3 separate regions of the Mus musculus genome follow, and regions 2 and 3 are each linked to region 1. The links are chromatin contacts, called in public HiChIP or PLAC-seq and Micro-C maps. All regions are on one chromosome and are shown on one strand. Each heading gives the region's core, a stretch centred on a gene start, on an enhancer-like site or on the middle of the called end of the contact. The rest is flanking DNA. Distances are from core to core; before and after follow the strand shown. Region 1 holds the start of Gns (glucosamine (N-acetyl)-6-sulfatase). Region 2 overlaps Lemd3 (LEM domain containing 3). Region 3 holds the start of Xpot (exportin, tRNA (nuclear export receptor for tRNAs)).

Evidence for each region. A called contact is a pair of places that touch in the nucleus more often than the background predicts. HiChIP or PLAC-seq counts read pairs in DNA pulled down with a chosen protein or histone mark.
Region 2: a contact with region 1 is called in a Micro-C map of the G1E-ER4 cell line, with 4 times the contacts expected there. The contact joins the enhancer-like site here to the promoter of Gns in region 1. A contact is called at or near these places in 1 of 39 promoter capture datasets (HPC-7-derived erythroid cells), 1 of 484 Hi-C or Micro-C datasets (the G1E-ER4 cell line), 3 of 115 datasets of contacts at active chromatin or transcription factors (bone marrow-derived macrophages, embryonic stem cells and pro-B cells) and 1 of 9 other capture datasets (macrophages).
Region 3: a contact with region 1 is called in an H3K27ac HiChIP or PLAC-seq map of microglia, with 9 times the contacts expected there. The contact joins the promoter of Xpot here to the promoter of Gns in region 1. A contact is called at or near these places in 8 of 39 promoter capture datasets (the C10 cell line, cranial neural crest, erythroid cells and 3 more), 11 of 484 Hi-C or Micro-C datasets (CD4 T cells, CD8 T cells, the G1E-ER4 cell line and 5 more), 11 of 115 datasets of contacts at active chromatin or transcription factors (the 230-238 cell line, bone marrow-derived macrophages, embryonic stem cells and 8 more) and 4 of 9 other capture datasets (adipose tissue, liver, macrophages and 1 more).

Annotation. Positions count from the first base shown.
Region 1 is chr10:121,362,872-121,366,950 of GRCm38.p6, reverse strand. It overlaps Gns (glucosamine (N-acetyl)-6-sulfatase), which reads right to left and starts at 1,861. Exons shown (of 14, transcript NM_029364.4): 1 at 1,593-1,861. The coding sequence starts at 1,760. Gm51786 (a long non-coding RNA gene) reads right to left here. Exons shown (of 3, transcript XR_003948972.1): 3 at 3,684-4,017.
Region 2 is chr10:120,953,276-120,957,354 of GRCm38.p6, reverse strand. All of the region lies in intron 1 of Lemd3 (LEM domain containing 3), which reads left to right. It overlaps Gm50589 (a long non-coding RNA gene), which reads left to right. Exons shown (of 2, transcript XR_001779658.2): 2 at 1-2,576. Among named protein-coding and RNA genes, the nearest start is that of Gm50589, 11 kb to the left of the region's middle. Within about 2 kb of position 1,679, at least 23 of the 459 cell types and tissues checked have an H3K27ac peak or open chromatin away from gene starts, as enhancers often do. A contact at or near this core is called in the G1E-ER4 cell line, where this site is marked.
Region 3 is chr10:121,624,423-121,628,501 of GRCm38.p6, reverse strand. It overlaps Xpot (exportin, tRNA (nuclear export receptor for tRNAs)), which reads left to right and starts at 2,170. Exons shown (of 25, transcript NM_001081056.2): 1 at 2,170-2,397.

The sequences.
Region 1 (4,079 bases), core at 612-3,111:
CTATACACACATCCTACTGGTATAAAGAAGCAAACAGAAAAAGAGAAAGTTCTAGAGGCAAGTACCATTAACACAAAGTGAAAGACCTCGACTATACACAGACAACAGCTGTGCTAAGTGACAGTCACTAAGCTGGGGCACCTTATATGTAAGTAGTGGATTTTGTTTCCAACAGCAGTATTAAGGCTGACCTGTTGAGTACTCTGGGAGAGACAGCATTTTTTTTTTTTTCCTGAACAAAATACTTTTTTTTTTTTGAAATCCCAGCACCGGTGAAACAGAAGATGGATCTCTGTGAGTTCAAGGCTAGCCGCGGCTATACAGTGAGACCCTGTCTCAAAACGAAACAAAACACAACCAAACAAACGAAATAAAGCAAAGAGAAAGAGAAAGAAAGAGAAGAGAGCTATGGGAACTGTTGGAGGGAGGGATAATAAAACCTAAGAGGGAATTAAGTCAAGACTTTTGGTACAGGGGGTGGGGGCTCGCTCTGAGAGAGAACTGGCTTAGCAGGCCCTCCAGCAGGGTGGGAGGGGAGAAGAGATTCAACATCCTTATGGCTCAGGGGATACCACAACAGCAACAAGGCGATGAATGGGATCTATGTAGATATAGAGAAGGGCCAAGGGGATTGGTAACAGAACACCATCTAGAAAAAGACAGTTCGCGGAAGGCAAAGTGTTACTGCCCAGCCCAGAAATACACAGGCTCTGCTAACCATTATCACATGTGACACGTGGAAAACCAAAATGTTGGCTCACTAGACTCATTTCACAACTCACTGATCAGCTGGGACCAGCAACTTGAAGGACATTGAGCCAGGGTTAATGACCACACAGGAAAAAGTAGGACCCTCCTGCTTAGAGGTTTCACAGCTACCGCAATCAGCTGAAAGCAGAAGGAGAACCGAAAGAGGGAGAGAGTCTCGACTTGTTTCTTTTTCCTTTTTAGTGAGAGCAATGCTGACCCAGGACGGAATACCATTGGAGGGTTGGTCCTAATCTGCCTCCTCCCGCTCAGTGCTTTGGGCAAATCCCTAGAGCACCAATGGATGGAGATTGGCGTTCATGTTCCCAAAGGTCAAATTCCGGAACCTCGAAAGAGCAGAAGTGACTGGGAAGGAAATGCAGTCTTCATGACTAACACCCATTAGACCTAAATTGGAGCCCTGACAGTAATGCCTCAGCCAACTGTTCGATTAGGCCAATTGATTTTGGTTTTGATGCTTCTTAAGCAAAAACACTCTCTGTCAATAACAGCTCGACAGCCTACAAACCCACTTTTATAGCCACCACAGAAGCACGGATGCCGACGTCCCAGGTCCTCCGTGAAGAGGGCTGACGTGGCCTCGGATCTCCCTAATCAATCACTGGCCTCCACAGGTTTGCCCTGAGCGGCGAGTGTCCACTGCAGCAGTAAGGTCCAGGCTGGAGGCACCGTGCGCACGGTGCGAGCCTGTGGGTGAGCTCGGGGGAGGAAGCCGGGTCCCATGACTCGTCCAAGCTCCCGGAGGGCCCGGAGTGACCGCGCACAGCCACCCACGGCCAAGCGGCCCAGCAAAGGGGCAAGGGGAGGGCGTGGACACGAGTTACCATGCCGCCGAGCTCCGCGTCCTGGTCGTCGGTGAGCAGCAGCAGCACGTTGGGCCTGCGAGCCGCCCCCACGAGCCCCAGGCAGCCTCCCAGCAGCGGCAGCAGCAGCAGCGCCGGCAGGCGGCGGGGACGGCCCGGCCGGGGCCCGGCTGCCGAAGGGAGCCGCATGGCGGCCAAGCTCCGCGGGGGAACCGAGAGCTGCGGAGAGACGCCGGTGAGCGCAGGAGACGGGGTCAGGCTTTCTCTCCCTAGGCGAGATCACGTGAGGCGGGGCAGGGGGCGGGGCGCGTCGTCACGTGACGGGCGGCCGTGGGCGGGGCCTGGGGAGCGGCGGAGAGCCCGGGCGCTGGGCAGGGCTGGACAGAGCTAGGACCGCGCGGAGCCTGGCCTCGCCACTGGTTAGGCCTGCTCCTGATGCTGCAGGAGGAAGGACAGAGCACCGGAGATGAAGACAGGAGTCAGTCCGCTCATCTTCCCTCCAGAGTGAAGCAGCGCACGTGCTGTGAACACAAGATCAGCTGCTGGTTAAAGTCCCGGCCAGTCCTGGGGTTAATGGACAGCTCTGCCTGTGTCCTTTGACTTTTCACCTGTCGAGGTGAAGTTCTCATTTGGCTCAGCTGTTGTTATTCCACTTTCCTCGGCTGGCATGTACTTTCAAACAATTTAGGAACGTCTTTACGACGCTAGGAGCTCTGGTCAACGTTTCAAGTTTTAATCACACTTTAATTTACATTTATTTTTGTGGGTTTTGCGTGCTCACGCACCTTCCGCGGCACGTGTGTGGAGGTCGGAGGGCATCTTGCGGGCGTCAGTGCTTTCTTTCTGTGGAGTGAGTGCAGGGGATCTAACTCAGGCCCTCAGGCTTGGCGGCAGGTGCCTTGGCATCTTGGCCAGTCCTACTTGGTGAGTTTTTGCAAGCCTTCTTGGAAACTTAGAAGTGCATGGCTCAGTGGTTACGAGTACTAACTGCTGCTCTTCCAGAGGTCCTGAGTTCAAATCCCAGCAACCACATGGTGGCTCACAACCATCTGTAATGACATCCGATGCCCTCTTCTGCTGTGTCTGAGGACAGCTACAGTGTACTTATAATAAATAAATAAATAAATAAATAAATAAATCTTAAAAAAGAAAAGAAGTGCACGACCAGTAGCAACACATCCTTTGTTGAATGAAACCTCAAAAAATATTTTAAGTTAGCTAAAAAGTTAAGTTGCTGTTAGGGATTCCTGCGAGGTCAATGCACGATATACCAAGTGAGCACTGTTCTATGCAGAACAAAAGAAGGTACAGCCATTTGCCAGTTGATTGTGTGTTGGACTCACACCTTTGCGATTTCTTTTTAAAAGATTTATGTGCATGAGTGTCTGTCTGCATGCATGTATGTGTACTATGCTTGCCTAGTTCCTGGGGAAGTCAACGAGAGCGTCTGACCCTTGGGACTGGAGTTACAAATGGTTGTGAGGCACCACGAGGGTTCCTGGGAGTTGACATGGGTCCTCTGCAAGAGTACCATGTGCTCTTAACCACTGAGACATCTGTCAGACAACTGGACACAGAACCTTCGAAAAGTATTTTTCTTTTTTTTATTTTACATCTAAAAATAAAGCAGATAGTTTATAATAACATACAGTATTGTACAATTAATATAATATACAATAAAAATGTATAGGATCTCTGTGACCTATGAGACACGACAATGTAGTCCACCACTCACAGGACTGGAGTTAGAAAAAGAAGAAATAATTTTTTAAATGAAATAATAGCTTCAAAACGTCTAAATTTTGAGAAAATAAGATCCAAGGAACTCAGCCTCGTGCAGAAAAATCAGAGACAGTTTTCCCCTAGCCATGATGGCAAATACTCGCAATTCCAGCTCTTAGGACACTGGGAGAAAGAGGATTATACGTTTGAGGCTAACCTGGGCTTAGGCTATAAGAACCTGTCTAAAGAAAAAGAGTCTCGCTGGGCAGTGGTGGCGCACGCCTTTAATCCCAGCACTTGGGAGGCAGAGACAGGAGGATTTCTGAGTTTGAGGCCAGCCTGGGCTACAGAGTGAGTTCAAGAACAGCCAGGGCTACACAGAGAGACCCTGTCTCGAAAAAAAAATTTAAAAAAAAGAAAAGAAAAGAAAAAGAGTCATAAAAACTTACAGCTAGCCACCTACTTCACTGTAAAAGGCTACATAAATGTTAGCTTTCGAGGATGGTAACAAGAATGTTCGCTCTCAATACCCTGTTCAGCGTTATGGTTGCGGTTGTAGCCGTACAGAAGGAAATCATTCAGGCAGCTCCTCAGATGGCCATAAGGACGTAGTTCAATGGGGGAGGGTGCTTACTTAGCCTGACAGGAGCTCTATGTTCAAGTCCAAGGATTGCATAAATCGAGCCTGGGAGCAACACATTCGATCCAGCTGTAATCCCAGCACCTAGGAGGCCGAGATAGGAGCGCCTGAAGCATAAGGTTTTCAGCTACTAAGCTAGTTTTAAG
Region 2 (4,079 bases), core at 430-2,929, 410 kb after region 1:
TGGTGTGGGTTTTGTCGTGTGTGTGTGTGTGTGTGTGTTTTCTTTTGGCTTTTCAAGACAGGGTTTCTCCATGTAGCCCTGGCTAGCTTCAAACTCAGAGCCCCCTTTGTCTGCCTCCTGAGTGCTAGGATTAAAGGTGGGCACTGCCATGCCCGGGCTAGTTCACAGAGCTTTAGAACTGAAAAAGGCTGCTCTTGAAAGCCCCCGTCTAGAGGGAGAGTTTGACCTGTAAAATGAACCGAGAGGAGGGCTTATCTTTATTCTTAACTCCTGTAACTAAGCGGACAAGAGGCCTAGAGCTGATACTTGTTTGCGAATGTGTTGCTTTGCAAGATAAAGCTACGTGGTCGTCACAGCACTAAACTGAGGAGTTATAGGTTCTAGGAACTCAGAAAAGCAGTCTTGAGAGCTGGTGCTTTTGAGCTGAGCAGGATAGTCCCGAGCCACACTACTCATGCATCTATCTCCTTGTGTGTAGTTGAGAACTGGTTTTGAGAGGTTCTCCTTACCTAAGAACCTACAGTGTATCTCCAGCAGCAGTCTTCTAGCCATTTATCTGTTGGTTTTGATGTGTTCTATTATAAGGTGTTAAAGCTTAGTTACTCAACGTCTGAAAGTGCAAGGGAAAAATGCTCTTTGGTTTTTAAGAAATAGAAAATACCTTAGTTTTTATGGTTTTTATAATGAGAAAGTATATAGCCTTTGGAGTCAGACATAAATAGATTTTAATTTTGTTGGGAATTCCATTAACAAAATTTATGCACATTTATATCAAGGAGGTAACTTAACTTTTTATGGGTCAATGTCTCACTCAGAACAAAATGTAGTAATATATTCTCTAAAATAGTGGTGTTGTATTAATTGAGGCACTTTAAAATGTGTGTCAACAAGCTAGCTCCCAGTACAGGAGTGCTGCAGCAATTGCTGTCCCTTGAAAGGGCTGCACAGTGGTCAGGAGATTGGACCTCTCTGATATCAGAGAGACGAGCCTTCAGCCTGTCTGTTCTTTATGTCTTTAGCACCACACTTCTCCAGGTGTTGAGGGAAAGAAAGAAACACCTCCTAGTTACATCAGACTGTCTGGTTGTGAAGGTACTAAGACTACTCAGGGTCAGAGACGAGGAGAGTCGTCGTGAGCTACAGAACTTCCACATCCTTTGTGCTTGTAGCTGCAGACTTGACTCTCAGAGCGGAAAGAAAGCAGAGAACATAGAGAATGACAATTACCAGGAGAAGCAAATGTCTAGAATTTTCCTGGGAGAAATACATTTCTGTGTACTGTGATTTACTTTAGTTCAAGATGCATAGAATAGAAAGATATGAGTGCATCCTGTGACACTGATTGAGAGAAGCATTCGATAGATATACAACTGCCGATTTGTCTGGTCTTGTAAGTAGATACTTAGTCACTAAATGCTTAGGGCTCTTAGACTTTCTCCTTATTACAAGTGCTGTTCTTTAAAAATGTGAAGTGGATAACTAACGCTTCTAGTTTTCTCAGGTTTCTACCTTGGAGTAAAATATGAAAAACATGTTTAAGATCCCACTTGCCGACTTCCTTAATTGATCTTACAGTCTCAGTCGCTTACTGCTTGCTGTCTGTTCCACTGTAGGGTATTCTAACTGCACTGGCTTACTTCATTCCAGGACTGACACACCAAACATGTAACTACCTTCCAGCCTTTGTGTTCTTGGCTGGTCTTTCTGTGACTAACCTTCACATTTTAGAGAGTCATATGGCATGTTCTTCCAGGAGTCTATTGAAATGCTATTGGCGGGGAGGGGTTTCTCTGATTATCTTACTAAAAATAGCTTCTTTCACAATCAAGCCCTATTGTTTCCATCTGAAATACTGAGGCCTATCTGGCATGTATGGATTTTTAGCATTAACTTGTTTATTGTTTCTTTGAATCTCTGTAGAAGATAAGTGCCAGGAGGGCAGGGGTCTTGGGTTCCTCCAGCTGTCAGTGTGACATCACAAACCTAGACAGAGTTGGGGAGAAGGACTCTCAGGGAAGAGTTGCCTCTATAAGAGTGTCCTGTGGGCATGTCTGCTGGGCCAGTTTCTTGATCGCCCACTAGAACGGTGCCCTGAGGAGTGGGGTTGGGCTGTGTATAGGAGATGTAGTTTGAGTAAGCCTGTGAGCAGGAGTCCTTCATGATCTCTGCTTCAGGTCCTGCCTCCACAGCCTGGGGCTAAAGGATGGACAGACAGAACCTGTAAGCCAGTAAAGCCTCCCCAGGCTGCTGTGGTCAGTCTCTTATCACAGCTATAGAAAGTAAACGAGGGCAAACACGTGTAGTCACTCGGTGCCCAGACTCGCGTTGCCCAGCGTGCAGCACCCAGTCTCTTCCCTGGCACTGTGGCCCCATGGAGTCCTTTCAGCCATCAGTGTATTTGCTTAAGAGTAGCACATACTTTATAGTATCCTGACTTATAACCTGTTCATAGTAAATATGTGCTTAGGAAAACATAATGGTTGGTAAATGTTCAGGTTAAAAACTAGAAAAAGTTTATATTTGTTGAAAGCTTTGACAAAACTAATTATATTTTTGAAATTGGTAACGGAAGTTTAGAGAAGGAAAATAAAAAATGTACCATCTTAAATTTATAAGCTAAAATTTAGGAAACCACTGGGAGATTTTGAAGATCAAATTACACATTTTAGGAATTTGATTTATAGTCATTAATGTAGTTTAAAGGAAAGATAAGTCAAAGTACTAAGGCTCTACACAAGAAGAGTTTGGTATCTGAAACTTGAAATGACCCGGAGAGGTCCACGGTTATAGAAGAGGAAGTGGCTGAACTGGGAGAATCCGAGAAAAGGCCGTGGTGTGAGCCCCAGAGAAGCATAGGGAGAAGACAGCAGTGTGGAGGGAGCCGCAGCTGCCTGGGCCTTTAGGGGATGGGAACCACTCTGCGAATGCCTGGCATTGCTGCAGGGGGTAAGAGTGAGGACTGTAGCTCCCTCAGGTCTTCTGAAAGAAGAGACCAACTAAGAAAAAAAGAAAGAGAGAGAGAGAGAGAGAGAGAGAGAGAGAGAGAGAGAGAGAGAGAGAAGGAAGGAAGGAGGGAGAGAGAGAGAGAGAGAGAGAGAGAGAGAGAGAGAGAGAGTTCGGCTGTCAGATGCTCTTGAGACATGGGTCCTCTCTGCAGTTGCCACATTTCTTCAGGTTGGTCACCACTGACGAGAATCTCTGTGGGGTTTTAAACATAAAATGCTTCTTTTTGTCAGTGAAGACCAGACAGCTTCAATTAAGTATATTGGTGTTTTAAAAATACTAAAGTGATTTGAGGAAAGGAAGATGTGTGAGCGTGCCTCTTCATAAATCTGAGTGAGGGCTGACATACTTACTGTTTAAGACTTGCTACGCTTACAAAGAGTTGCCTCCTAAAAGGCTCTATTTTATTCTTACCATTCTTAATTCAATTTATTATGTGTCATTTGTTGGCATTTGAGGGGAAAATATTAACTGAAGGGCAGAACGAATCCCCTGGCTCTTTAGATATGTCAGCTCTCCGTTTTCTCAGTCTTGAATCGCAAATCTGGAATATAAAAGGCATTAGTAGCTTTCAACATGACTTTTTCTGTGTTTCTCCTTCTGCCTTCCTAGTCCTTCTGACAACCTCCCCCAGCTTCTGTTAGAATTAACACTATTACCTTTGCAACACAGAGCAAAATAGACATACATGTGGCTTGACTTGTCCAACACGAACTCTACTTGTCTCCATCCATCCAGGTGTGCTTTGCACTGGTGCCTGTTGTGAGCAGCTCGCAGAGGAGTCTGCAGGCTGATTTACATACATTCTGCTGTCACAGACACAGACACGCTCGAGTTTGTATAGCTTTATTTCAGAGTGCTCAGATTTCACATTAAAAATCAGTGCTATTAAAAGCACTTTGCAATCCATGTGCTTTGATTCTTTTAACTCAATTTTCTGCTCTATTTTGAGAACTTCTGATTTTCTACTTTTTAAAAATATTTCTTTCCCAGCATTGATACCTTTTTATACAGAAAGGTTATCTCAATGGCCATTTGAAAAATCTGATAACAGGATGTATGCTTTTTTCCATTGC
Region 3 (4,079 bases), core at 921-3,420, 260 kb before region 1:
GGGAAGGAGTTTTAGTAACATAAGTGAGTAAGGGTAGCTGCTAAGAGGTAACATCAGTTTTTATTCTACTTCCATTCCCTCCTCACTCTGTCCGATCTGCTGGCAAGTTTTGTTAGCTCTTTGTGGTCTGGGCATTGAAGCTAGGGTGGTGGGTGCGAGGTAAGCACACTATCACTGAGCTATATCCCTAGACCTCGTCATTCACTTTTAAAGAGAGGATATAGCTATTGTGCCCTGGCTGGCCTTGAAGTTGAGATCCTCCTGCCTCAGCTTCTGAAGCAGCTTGGATCACAGGCTTGTAGAACAGGTCTGGCTTATTCTTAGTGGGAGCTAGAGGCAAGGCTTTGACTACATTGAACATGTACACTGAGCATGTACTGAATAAGATATTAGGTGTATTGGCACACACCATTAGTCTCAGTACTTGTGAGGGAGACAGAGGTAGGGGGATCTTGGTAAGTTCAAGGCTAGCCTGGTCTATATAGTGAGTTCTGGAACAGCCAGAGTTTACTGTAGAATACTGTTTCTAAGAAACGAAAGGAAATCTACACGTTGGGTGCACTGCATTGTTTTCATGATAAACTCTTTAAACTCGGGAAGTAAACAATTCAAAGATCCCCCCCAAACTAACCAGATTAACAATACCATCCCCTCCCTCATGCTATACACTCTTGGACAAGCTGAATTGCTGGAACCTGTCCTACCTGCTGTCTTCGGGGAGGCTGCTGTCTTTATATCATTTCTGCTCCTGTAAGAAAGTCACCCCAGTAAAAGCCATTGGTTCACCAAGCTTGACTTTCGTGGTATCCTCACTTTAGTCTGTCATCAGTACCGAATCTGGGTATCTATCTGCAGTGAACAGATGTTTGTCCATGTATCCCCAGAGATAGTGTCACTTATGATAAGTCTAACACGTGTATCAAACTTAATTCATGAAATAGTCAGACCTGGTGACAACCTGGAACTCCAGCACTCTGGAATCTGAAGCAAGAGAACAGTGAAGGCCAGCAAGTTTCAGGCTAACCAGAGCTACATAGTGAGCCTCTCTCTGCCTCTAAATAAAATTAACCAAACCTTACCCTCTGAGGCTGGTACTGTCCCACTCTACATAAAATGAGTAAACTGAGATGGACTTTAACACTCATGATGCCAACAATAATGGAGGTGCAGCCTTAGGATTTAGGTAAGGTTGCTGGAGCTTATACTGCGCCCACACAGTAATAATAGCACGGGATCAAAGAAACAAAGCGAACGGAAGCACGGGACTTGTACGTATGTTTTCCCTCTCTCTTTTCTTTTTTTCTTTTTTTGAGACTGTGTTTCTCTCTGTAGTCCTGGCACTCGCTCTGTAGATGTGGCTACCTCTGCCTCCTCAGTGTTGGGATGAATGGTAATCGCCACCATCACCGGGGACTGCTTTCGGTTTTCTTTTTTTCTTTCTATCTTTTTTTGTAGGCAAATTTAGTAATATTTAAACTGGGCGTGGTGGTTCATGCCAGTAATTCCAGAATTTGTAAAGTTTAGGCCAGCTTGGGAAAAATGAGTGAAAACCAGCCTGGGTTATGGAGTGTGATCTTGCCTCAAAAGCAAAACAAGTAAATAAAAATACAGCGGATTTTTTTTTTTTTTAAAGAGTCCTTAAGCGTCTGGACTCTTGACACGTGGAACCGCTGGAAAGGAATTCAGCAACTGACTCAACACGTGGTTTCAACCACGTCCACTTTTCCGATCTCAGGATCTCCGCACTGCCACCTGACCAGACCCTTCTGGAGGGAGTGGAGAGTTACTAATTCACGCCGACGCTCAAAGCAGAGCGCAACGTGGCCGGTCTTCTAAAAGCTTAGAGGACCTCAGTAACCTGTAGCTAGGAGGGCGGTGTGCACTCTCCCAGCATGCACCACAGGCCCGCCGGCCACGCCCCCTGCGAGCTCCAGGGAGCACGTGCGCGGTCCTCCTCTCGGAAGCGTCCCATGCGCTTTGCACGCTGGGAGTTGTAGTCCCCCGGGCCCAGCCTGCTGGCGGCCGTCTGCACTCTACTTCCATGAGGCTGCTGCTAGCGCGGGTCCGCGCGGTACGACGCGGGGGGCGTGCCTCGCGCTGACTCAGCGGCGGCGTTAGCGGGACCCTGCGCAGTTTTCCTTCCAGGGCCGCCGACTCCGCCCGCCGGCTTGCCAACCTGCCCTCCCCGCTCCGCGCCACGCAAGAGAAGGCGCCCGGGGAACGCCGAGCGCCGAGAGGAGCGCGGCCCGGGCCGGCTCCGGCGCTAGCGCTGCGGCTGTATTGGAGGACTACAGCGACAAGGACGTGGGCCGCTCTCCGTGCTCCCTGCGTACGGCCCGCTCCTTGCGGCTGGCCGACCCTCGGGAGTGCAGGCGAGGAAGAGATATTGGAGTGATGGTGACTGGAGGCGTAGGGCGGCGGGCCGGGGACCCTACGTGGCCGGGCGAGCCGGACTTGGGGTTGGGGACGATCGGTGGCGGCCGCGTCCCTAGTGCGTGGCTGCCGGTTGCCGGGTGTTTCATCACCCGAGTGGCCACGAGGCTTCGCTCTGGGAGGGATCCGGGCGAAGGATAGGGGGCGAGGCCGGCCTAGGAGGCTGCCCCCCAACCCCATTTGTGATAGTTTTAGAGTGCGTCCCACCAGTTTGAGCTGTAGGGACCTCAAAGTTGATCCGCTTCCCACCCCGGGACAAATAGGAGAGAAAGTGTTATTTCTGCGTAGTAATTTGCCAGCAGGGACAGCCTTTTCCCCTTTTTGCTTCTTTACAGTCTTGCAGCCACGGAAAAGCTTGATGTTCCCTGTAACCTGAAAAACGAGTACTTTTTGGAAGCCTTAATTAGTTGTTACTGGGGGAAGTTACGTTGTATTAAAGCGACTTGTCAACTTGATGTTAAAAGGCTGGAAAGATTCAGTCGGTCTCAAACAGGCTTAAGTAGGTGTGGAGGAATTTTCCACATTGTTTGATTATTCTTGACTTAATGGCTGAGGGAAAAATTAAGGCTTCCAATTTTACATGTTTTTTTTTCGCTCCCCCCACCCCCACATCCACCTTTGCAGGTAGTATAAGATGTTTACCATATTGTAACAATGTTTAAGCCTGCAAGGCTCTGCATCGGTAGGTCAGAAAGCTAAGCTTCCTTTGCCGGTCTTTATTAGGCAATCGTTACCTTTTAACCCTGTGTTTTATTCACAGATAGGTGGTTTACCATCTCATTTTATTTTGGTTTGATGTTTTTTTCCGATTGTGTAGAGGGCGAAGGTTTGTGAGGGATTCCTCACTATGGAACAAGTTTGCTGAGGATTTTTTTTGTTGGTGTTGAGCATGTGCTCGGCTGGGCCTCTTATTTATCTTTTTTCCTCTTGTCAAGATTAGCGTGAAATGACAAAACGCTTAAGCAGTTTTTTTCCCAAAGCAATGGATAATTTAAAGGAACTCTAGTGGATTTCTCAATCAGGGGTTTACAGACAGTCTTACACCGACTTTTCTCTCTGAGCATTTTTAGCAGGAATACTACTTTACTTTAAGAATGTTTCAAGTTGTGCATCCTGCGTGCCTGTCTCTGACTTTGTACCCTATTGGAGGCATGCTTTGCACACATGCACACATTGTAGTCTTTAGGACTTTGCCCCTTTTCCTGCAGACAGAATGGAATGCATACTTTTGGGGTGTTTGTTTGTTTGTTTTGGTGTGCAGCTTCAATTTTTGTTTTGTTTTTGAGACAGAATCACTATAGCTCTGGCTAGCCAGAACATCCATATGTAGATAGACCAGGCTGGCTTTGAAGTCCCAGATCCCCCTGCCTCTACCTCCCAAACAGTGGGATTAAAAGGTGTGTGCTACTTTGAGTGACTGAATGGTTGTGTCACTTGGGGTGTGTGTGTGTGGGTCGGTGGGGTTGGTTGGTTGGTTGTTTTTTCAGACTGGGTTTCTCTGGGTAGCCCTGGCTGTTCTGGAACTCTGTTGACTAGGCTAGCCTGGAACTCAAGAGATCAGAGACCCTCCTGCTTCTGCCTTCCCAATGCTGGTATTAAAGATGTGTTTTTGTTTTGTGTTTTATCTGTTCTTACTGATAAGGATT